Linked DNA regions of Canis lupus: region 2 is linked to region 1. A link is a contact called in public Hi-C data. All regions are on one chromosome and are shown on one strand. The core of a region is the stretch at or near the end of the contact, and the rest is flanking DNA. Distances in the headings are between cores, read along the strand shown. Region 1 has its middle 87 kb from the start of IRF2BP2. Region 2 has its middle 18 kb from the start of TARBP1.

Region 1 (4,466 bases), core at 704-3,203:
TACGCACACACGGACTCGTGCTCACGTACATACAAAGAACACACATTCTCAGCTACACAAAGGGCGTGAAGCTACCCACCGACACAGAGGAACACACAATCGGCACACGGTGTCATTTCTTTCCCTTTTGGAGAAGGAAAAGAAGGAACAAATGGAAGCCAAAAGCTACTTCCGAAAAGACCGGTTAGAACTCGCAGGCAGGCAAGCGTTATGCAACTCATGGCTGGGTTCACGAAAGAAACTGAGGTTCCTGACAGCACAAATGTGCTCCCGCCCCCGCCCCAGCCACCCCCCCACCACCTCCCCACCTCACTCTGATTCATGAACTGGTTTTCAGATTCATGAATCACTCGGGAGCCAGCAAGAGAAAAAGGAGTAGTATTGATCTCATTTCAATTGCAATTGGCTCACTCGGGCCATTCCGGCTGCAGACAGCTTTGCTCGACCAGACACTGGCCGGCGGCCGAGGCCTGCAGGCCGGCGCCCCCACCTGCGGGCGGGGCAGGAATCCTGGGGCGAAGCCTTCTGCAGAGGGTTCCCCTCCTCGTTATCATCAAATGGGCATAATAATACCTTATTATTAGATGGTGAAGGGACTGTGGCTGGACGCCACCGTCTTCCTCAGGCAGATCTGCTGCTGCTTTTAGTGACCTCCGTCTGTCTTTGTTTGTGCTTTTATGAAATCTTTTAAGAGACATCTCGGGGCAAATTCTTTTCTGGATTTCTGGTGACTTCTCAAGGCCTACCGAAAATAGAAATGCACCTTCTACTGAGCGACTTCAACTTCCAAGCCAATGAGGAGGTCTTGGGGTTTCTTTGTTTTAAGGCAAACAAGCTGTTTTCACCTTCTGCAAGAATGACTGGCGGTTATGGATCTTCTAGATTTGGGGTGATCTGGTTTATGTAAGGAAAGATTATCATCTGCCCACTGTGCTGACTGCCTTCACAGGGACACGGAGCTCTGGGATTTTATGAAATGGGTGTTTTCCTTCCCAAATGAAGTAATTAGTTCTTCTGTCCCCAATTGTCCCGGAAGCAGGCATTGAACCCTGGTCCAGGGGTGGCGCAGAGAGAGGCTCTAGGTCCCCAGGCAGGTTTATTGAGTGCTGTCCACTGAGGAACCTGCTCCCCTCCAACTGCCTTTCCTCTCTCCATTTGAGTTCCAATTCAACCAGCTTCTTTCTTGACAGGTGACCCCCACCGCCACCCAGCCCAACATGTCAGACCCACCCTCCCAGCTGAGCAATCTCCTCCTGTCTGTAACACTGGTCATATGCGAGCAGATCCTAGTAGACTGTTGGCCTTGATTTGCAGTTCAGATGGTATTCTGTGTGGTTGCTGCCCACATGTCCTTCCACCCCTACCCTCCCACGCCCGAGAGGTGTACAACTATTGACTGGACCTATGCTTTTTAGAAACCCCACAAAAGTCGGCAACCATATCCAAAGAAAGATTCGATCCTAATCTGCATAATTTGGGGTCCAAGAGCTTAGAAATGAGATTCTTATCCATTTACTTCAGACACACAGTCGCGCCATTAGATGCATTTTACTTGGCAGGGATTTGACGATGTGACCTTACTCGCTTTTATTCCTGCGATGCCCAGAGAAAGCAAGAGCAGTGCAGGACGGCGAAAGAAGATGTGTTTGTGTGAATTTCAATCAGCAGTTGGTTCAGAGGCAAAAACAAAACAAAACAAAACAAAACAAAACAAAACAAAAAACAGAGCTGTTTTGCATTTCCGTGAGTTCTACATGAAGGTGCCTTTGGGCTCTGAGCCGTCCAAGCATTTTTGGGCTGAACCTGCAGCCAAGCAGAGTCCCAGACCTGCGGGGCCCCATGGGTTAAAATCACTCCCACAAATTTGCTGGCTGGCCTCAGAGCAAATGGGGATAGTGGGTTGGCTCATGTTTTGCATTAACTCGTTTGCTTTTTTCCACTGCAGCCTCACATTCTGTGATAAACCTGAGTTGCTAGGAAAGCTTTATGTAACACCCACTGGCCTCAGCTCCTCAGAGCAGCAAGTGTTCTGTTTCCAGAGTTCCCCATAAACCTGGCAGCACATCAAAACCTCTGTTTCATAACAGACCAGAAATAGGATTTTCTAATAACATTCCAAGGACTGGACTTATCGTGCAGAGGTCTGGACTTTTATGAATTGTTAATGGTTAACTAAACAGAGACCCCCACGACGCCCACCCTGCTATCTTTGGGGTTGAGGAGGGGAGGGACATCGGAAGAATATGGTTTCTACATCCATGATCTGTTGGTTTGTGACCCGAGGCTTTTTTCAGAGAATTTGCTAAATAATCTCAAACATATTGAGGATCTTACTCATGTTTTAAAAAAAGAAAAAAGAAAAAAAAAAAACCAACAACTACCTTCCTCCTGCTTCCTCCTTCATTCATGGAGAATGTGGTTTCCTTTTATTTTGTTGCCAGACACACTGACAGTTGCAGATTTAACCTTGATCTTTCCTTTGGGAGAGGGCAGCTCTCTTCAGTGGGGACACACCTAGTTCTGGGGGATCCAAGTGGTGGCCTCGCCGCCATCCTCCCTTGCACCCATGTGCTCGCTCTTAGCCATCCACCCTGCCTCGTTGGGTTCTGGTTTAGATTATGACAGGGAGTTCCCTGCTAAAGGCCATTTGCAGCCTATTTGGATGTCACTGGGGAAACTTCTTCCCAGGGTTCCAACCACACATCTCTTTGTTCCATTTTCATCTGCTGTGCCTTCCTTCCGGTTCTGCCTGGAACATCATTATTCTATCCTCCTTGTGCAGTTAGCACGTGGGCAACGATTCAGAACAAGAGAAACCCTAGGTATGGAACAGCTGGGACCAGAGGCCCAGCATTGGCCAGACTCACCTCTGGGCAGAACCCCATGTGATCCGGCGACAGGGAGCTGCCGCCACAAGATGTTGAGGTGATGCTGTCATCCCCTCCTGTGTCCTGGGCACCTCCCCACTCTTCTTCCCTGGGTTGGCTCTCTGGACTTACCCCAACAAATGGAGAGGAGCCAGTCCCTTGCTGGGGTCTCAGCTTCAGCTCAACCAGAGGCTGGGACCCTATGCTCTGAGCTCCTGCACCCCGATTTCCTCAATTCCTGCACTGTAAGTCTCATACACCTTCCCATTTTGGAATATTGGCCTCCAGACGTGCCAACTTAGGCCTTTCCAGGACAATTCTCTCTTGGCTATTTCTTCACGGCCACTGACATAATTTCTCCGGCCTCTCCAGCGTTTGCAACACTTCCCCATTTAGTTCCATGAGAGTGGTGTTTACCTGCTGTTCACTCTTTCTTCTGGATCATTAGGAAAAATGATAAAGAAAAGGGTCCTCACCCCATCACCATGCAGAGCTGGGCCCTGGGCCCCGCCCCCCCCATGCCTCCTGAACCCTCAATCAGAAGTGGCTCCCGCGAAACAGCGGTCAGAGTGGGCTTCCGGCACCAGGCTTGGGTTTAATATCCTTGAGATCCATTTAGTGTCTGGACACCTGGTTGCTATGGAGACGGTTGTCATAAAAACACACCGATCTGTAGAGAGATATAAACCGGATCCCTGTGGTACACGGTTGGACGCATTAGCTCAGAGAAACAGCACACAGCTTATCGCTTCTCTTTGTTGACACAGTGCCTCTGCCTTTCAAATCCCACCTGAGCGACCTTAGGGCCAGGCCAATGCAAATTCATTTTCAGTTAATATTTCGTAAGGGACGACCCAGGGCTTCACCGAAGGCCAGATGCCCCTGCTTTCCTGTCCCAAGCTGAGTCAGCCCAGAAGAGGACATTCTTCCTCGTCACGGGTTGTTCTCTGCCGACTGTCATCGATCCGTGCGCACGCCTGAGCAGGCAGGATCAAAACACTGACCCTGCCCAGCGCATCAGATCAGGTGGCTGGGGACGAGCAACAGGTGTGAGCAGGAGGCTTAGGGTGCCCTGCCGGCTTGGAGGGGCCGAAGCTGGCAGGGGCCCCAGAGTCCAATCCAGGATGTAGTGCAGGCCTGTATCTGTTGTCGGCCAGCTCAGCACTGGGTGGGTCAGGGAGAGACCTGATAAGGTGCACAGGGGTGCCCACTAACCGGCTTCACCTCCTCACTGTCGGAATCCTCCAAGCCTTACCATTGGCTGGGGTTAATGTCTCTCCCTCAGTCTGGTCTACGTGCAGAAACCAGCAAAACACTTGCCACCCCTCTCTTGAGCATGCAGCTCTGGCGCTGTAAAGGGGACAGGCAGAGATGCACTCTGCAAGTCCTGAAGCCTAGGGAGGGTCCTGCTGAAATTCTTTTGGGGAAGGGGGTGAAAGAATGATTTGGTGTTCATCATTTTAGCTCTGCCATCAGCCGAGTATACGTAGGGTAGGAGAATGGAAGGAGAGAGCCAGCTAAGGCAGTGGTCACATTATGAAGGCAGGCGAGCTTTGCTTCCATAGTGGCTCCCCACGCTGGCGGCTGCTGCTAAAATGT
Region 2 (4,466 bases), core at 640-3,139, 180 kb after region 1:
GCTTATTTTCTATTCAGATTCTGAGGACAATAAAGTCTCCTCTTGAGTACACGGGCACGTTTGGAATTCCTTATCCGGCATCCGGCCCTCTGATTTGCCTCTCCCAGTGACCTCTCAGTATTGACAAGGCACCAGCGGGCCCAGCCCAGCTTTGATTCCTGGATCTCTCTTTTTTCTCCCTCCTGCGACCTTAGTCATAGGTTTGCTTCAGGACCCAGCACGACCACCTCCTCTTCTCTTTGAACTTCCCTCATCTTGCCACAGCATCCAAAAGAGGCCCCCTCTGAACTTCTGACGGTGCCTCTTGTTTGGCACTTTCTTTTCTATTCCAACTAGATAGATATCGAGCGAGTGTCTGATATGGACCACCGCCGTGCTTTTGTGCCTCACTGAATCCCCTACTACGAGGTTTATTTATAGATGTTGGCTGCAGATACCAACCCAAAGACGCAAAGGGAAAAGTCAGCACTTACCTTCTTTCACTGAATCAAGGTGCACCATAATTTTCAAAACCTGTCTCTCAGCTTACAGACGTGCAAGCCCTCGAGCCCTCGCCCATAGAACCGAAAGAATTGAAAGAGTATTTTAAAACCCCAAAAGAGGACAAACATGAAAAGAAGCTGAGCTTTTCAGCACTCCCCATTAAGCAGGCTGCACCTCGAATGTTCAAAACAGTACATTATCTCTTCAAGTGTCTTCTACACGCTTCGTCCTGGGGCTGAATATTTATTTCGACTTTCACCATTTATTTCCTTTCCACCAAAGGAAAAGAAAGAATCAGAAATCAGAAAGCCACAGCCCATCACTTTCTAAGAAATGGCCCTCATTCTGGCACACATATGTAGATAAGCGAGTCTTTCTGTCTTTCCAAATATAAAATAACATATATAGAGAGAAAGCAGCTATTAATTAATCTAATTGAGGACTGATTATCCAGTCTGGATTGGACTCAGACTCTCACTTTTCTCCTTTATTCTTTTCTCCCACTCTAGTGGGTATCCTGGCCCCCATGGACAGCTGGCTTGGGAAGACAGCCATCACTCTTTTACACAGCAGTTTGGACTTGAACTCTTACAAGATCCTTGCACAGTGTTTGTACCTGGTTTCTTCATAGTTTGCTTGGTCCCCTTAATTAAACTGGATCACTCTAGGCTGGTTTTTCAGAGGATCTTGATGATTTAAAACAAAACAAAGCATTCTCTGCTTAGCCAGGCCAATCGAAGGATGTCTTCTGGTCCCTCCTTCAATCGCCTGGGGTGGGAGTGGGGGTGATCTACTATGTGCCCTGCATGGAGACCACCAGTCTTTGGGGGATGCCCTCCAAGGGTGCTTTGAGGAGTCACTATTTAGCAAGTACAAAGTACTGTGGAAACCGAAATTGTTTTTGAAAATGCTAAACAATAAGACATTGCTCAAAAAGGCCTTGGTCCTTTCAGTTGTTTTACAGGAAATCCAACTCAAGCAGCCTTACACAGCCATTATCACTTAATTACCTATATAAATCTCACTAGCAACTTCCATAACTTCATTTGCAAATGAATAGGCACACCTCCTAAATCATCCCCTCCCCTCCTTTCCTCTCTCTCCGGAAAGCCATTCCCCCCAAACCCAGAGCTCAGAGAAACTCCGCAGCTGTGATTTGCAGAGGCTCCTGGATGCCCCGTGTCACACCAGGCCAGCCTGCACCTGGCACATGGCAATGTGTGCTCCACAGGTCCCGCTTCCCGCTCACACCCATAAATCCCTGCTGGCATCAGTGGGGGCAGAAGTATGGCAGGAGCCTGGCTCCATCTGCTTAAAAGGTTCACAAACCACAGTGAACCTCTTAGTGATCTGAGGCCAAGTTTCCGGTATGTAATGAAAACTGAAACCTGGTTTTGGGTTTCCTCACCAAATTCACACAGAGCTAGTCATGGTGAGAGACGTGTGAGGTAGCAAGGACAAGCAGCACGAGGGTACAATGGAGACATGGCAGTAAGTGGCAGAAATAGTTCTGGCTCTGCCACCAACTTGTGTGGCCTGAAGCCCGTCACCCACACTCACTCCACTTAGGTGGCTTTCTGTAGATTTGAGTGGGTGCTATTGAGCATGACTTTTCCTTCTGGGACCTGTAGGGGGGATCCAGGGCAGAGGACTCTGAGATAGTAGCATTCCCCCCGAGTCTCTTATTTACAGCACACAGAACCTCAGGATGCCATGGCCATCCCACTCATAGCAGCATTATGTGTTGCCCTCTGCCTGCATTCTGAAGAGTTGCTTTTATTTCTTTAGGCTTCAGCTTTGGATTTCAGGCATATTTATACCTGTTTGGCTTTTGACTTAGTGGAGAACACCAGAAGAATGGCTACATTATTTCGAGGGTTCGCCTAAATGACCTCCTAGATCATTCCCAGCGTGGCGCTCCTGCGCGTTTGCTAAATGCCGTGGCGGAAAGAGAATGGACCCGGGCTGTGAAGTCAGGCATACATGGTTCCAACTTGTAGTCCTGGAATCTACTAGCTGTGTGACTTTAAGCAAACTACTTAACCTCTCTGAGCCTGATTTCCTCATCTGAAAAACCAGGCCAATGCCAACGATCACACTGAAGAGTAAGCAAGTACTTCCAAGACCTGGAACAGAGTGCCTAGACAGTAGATGCCGATGTCAACATTAGATTCCGCTTTTCTGTATTCACATGCGTCTCCTATGAGTCAAAAATGTAGGCCATCCTACATTTGAATATTGCTTCTTTCTTCTCACCCAGGGTCCCACTTCAGAATGAAGGAAATAAGGAAATAAACAATAACCCTCAGAGGGCCTTCTGAAAGCATCACTCATCCATTGAAATGTACTTTCCATTCAAAAAGTGGGTTATTAATTATTCATTCCTATTGGAACTGAAATAAGAACAGAGCTCACTGTTACGACCTGGAGCTTGACAAGAACAAGAGTTTTCCAACTGCTTGATTTCAATCATTTCCTGTGATCTTTGTAACATATTCCAAATCTCAGATTTGCAGCATTGAGAATCAGGCAAACTTTAGACTGAATGACTGTCAGGAATATTTAGTAAATGCCCTGGAATGACTGTTCGCTTTACTTTCATTTCCATTCCAGGCAGTGCATTTCTTGAGGATTATTTCACTGCATGGGTGGCCCGAGTACCTTGGCCCTCAGCCTGATGGCTCATTCCAACGCTCTGGGCAAGCAATAACCACCCAAAAACGCAAGCTTCTCTTTCATGCCCCAGTGGCATGAGTAACATCATTAACTCTTCGAGGCTGAGGTTTGGGATTACGTAAAAACCATTCGCCACCCGCCCCCCCCCTTAGCAGTCAGAAGACCAGAGTAACAAAGTGTTTGCAGCCTCTTTTCATGCCAGATGTGGTTGCCCTAATAAACAATCCTTGAGATATTTTTTTTCCCCAGTGATTACATTTCATCGGGATTGGGGGCTTCAAAATGGAAGCTAAGTGCTGCCTACTTCGAGTTCCAGCGGAACAAACAGGCAAGAAGAGACTCGGCTCTGAAACCCTCAAGACCAGGGGAAATGCGGCTGACATGTCCCCAGGAGCGAAAGGGCAGGAAAAGCACAGCTGTGCAGTATGGGGTTTCACGGGCTCCTCTGGAGATGAGCTTTCTAAAGAGTGAAAACCTTGCAGGACGCTGGCAGGAGGAGACACAGGAACACATTTCCTACGGGCCTTGGGCCTTGGGCCTTGGGCCTTGGGCCTTGGGCCTTGGGCCTTGGGCCTTGGGCCTGCGCCGGGACCAACCAGAGGCCGGCGCTCGGGCACTGCGGGTTCCGCGCGCCATCTGGTGGCTCCGGGCTTGCATTGCAGGCACCATCCCCGCTTTCGCCCCATCGGGGCGTCGTTCCCGCAAGGAGGGCTTAGAGGGCTTTGAAGTCCTGTTGGGAGGTGATCACCAGGGCCCCAGAGGAAGACACCAAAGGCCAGGTGTTCTGAATTCCATTACTTATTCTACAACAGGATACTGAGGCCCCAGTTTCTCCTGGAAAACAGAGATAACTACCCTTCCTCTGACACAGCACCGTGAGCAATCATCTCTGAGCTGTCTGGCCCTTCACATTCTCCTTCCCATGTCACCGTCTCCCAGCTCTGGGCACAAGAGTCCCCCTCTTGCCCCTGCCTGGAACAGACTTACATTCTCGTCTTAGCCTTCTGGATCCTCCACTTCCCAAGAATCAGTCCACAAGTGCCTTTACATTCCCAGAATACCTTTTGCTCGCCCTCATGTTTCCAAAGCATATTCCAAGAATATTGGATTCATTATTAAGAATTGTAACCTTGGAGCGCCTGGCTGGCTCAGCTGGAAGAGCATGTGACTCTTGATCTTGGGGTTGTGAGTTTGAGTTGGATGTAGAGATTACTTTAAAAAAAATAAACGTTAAAAAATTCAGGGGCACCTGGGTGGCTCAGTGGTTGAGCATCTGCCTTTGGCTCAGGTCATGATCCCAGGGTCCT

Evidence for each region. Hi-C and Micro-C count contacts between places; a contact is called where the count stands out from the background.
Region 2: a contact with region 1 is called in a Hi-C map of skin fibroblasts, with 4 times the contacts expected there. The contact joins two enhancer-like sites. A contact is called at or near these places in 2 of 9 Hi-C or Micro-C datasets (amygdala and skin fibroblasts).

What each region holds. Positions count from the first base shown.
Region 1 is chr4:5,528,153-5,532,618 of UU_Cfam_GSD_1.0, forward strand. No RefSeq gene overlaps it. Among named protein-coding and RNA genes, the nearest start is that of IRF2BP2, 87 kb to the right of the region's middle. Within about 2 kb of position 1,954, at least 7 of the 20 cell types and tissues checked have an H3K27ac peak or open chromatin away from gene starts, as enhancers often do.
Region 2 is chr4:5,711,017-5,715,482 of UU_Cfam_GSD_1.0, forward strand. No RefSeq gene overlaps it. Among named protein-coding and RNA genes, the nearest start is that of TARBP1, 18 kb to the right of the region's middle. Within about 2 kb of position 1,890, at least 9 of the 20 cell types and tissues checked have an H3K27ac peak or open chromatin away from gene starts, as enhancers often do.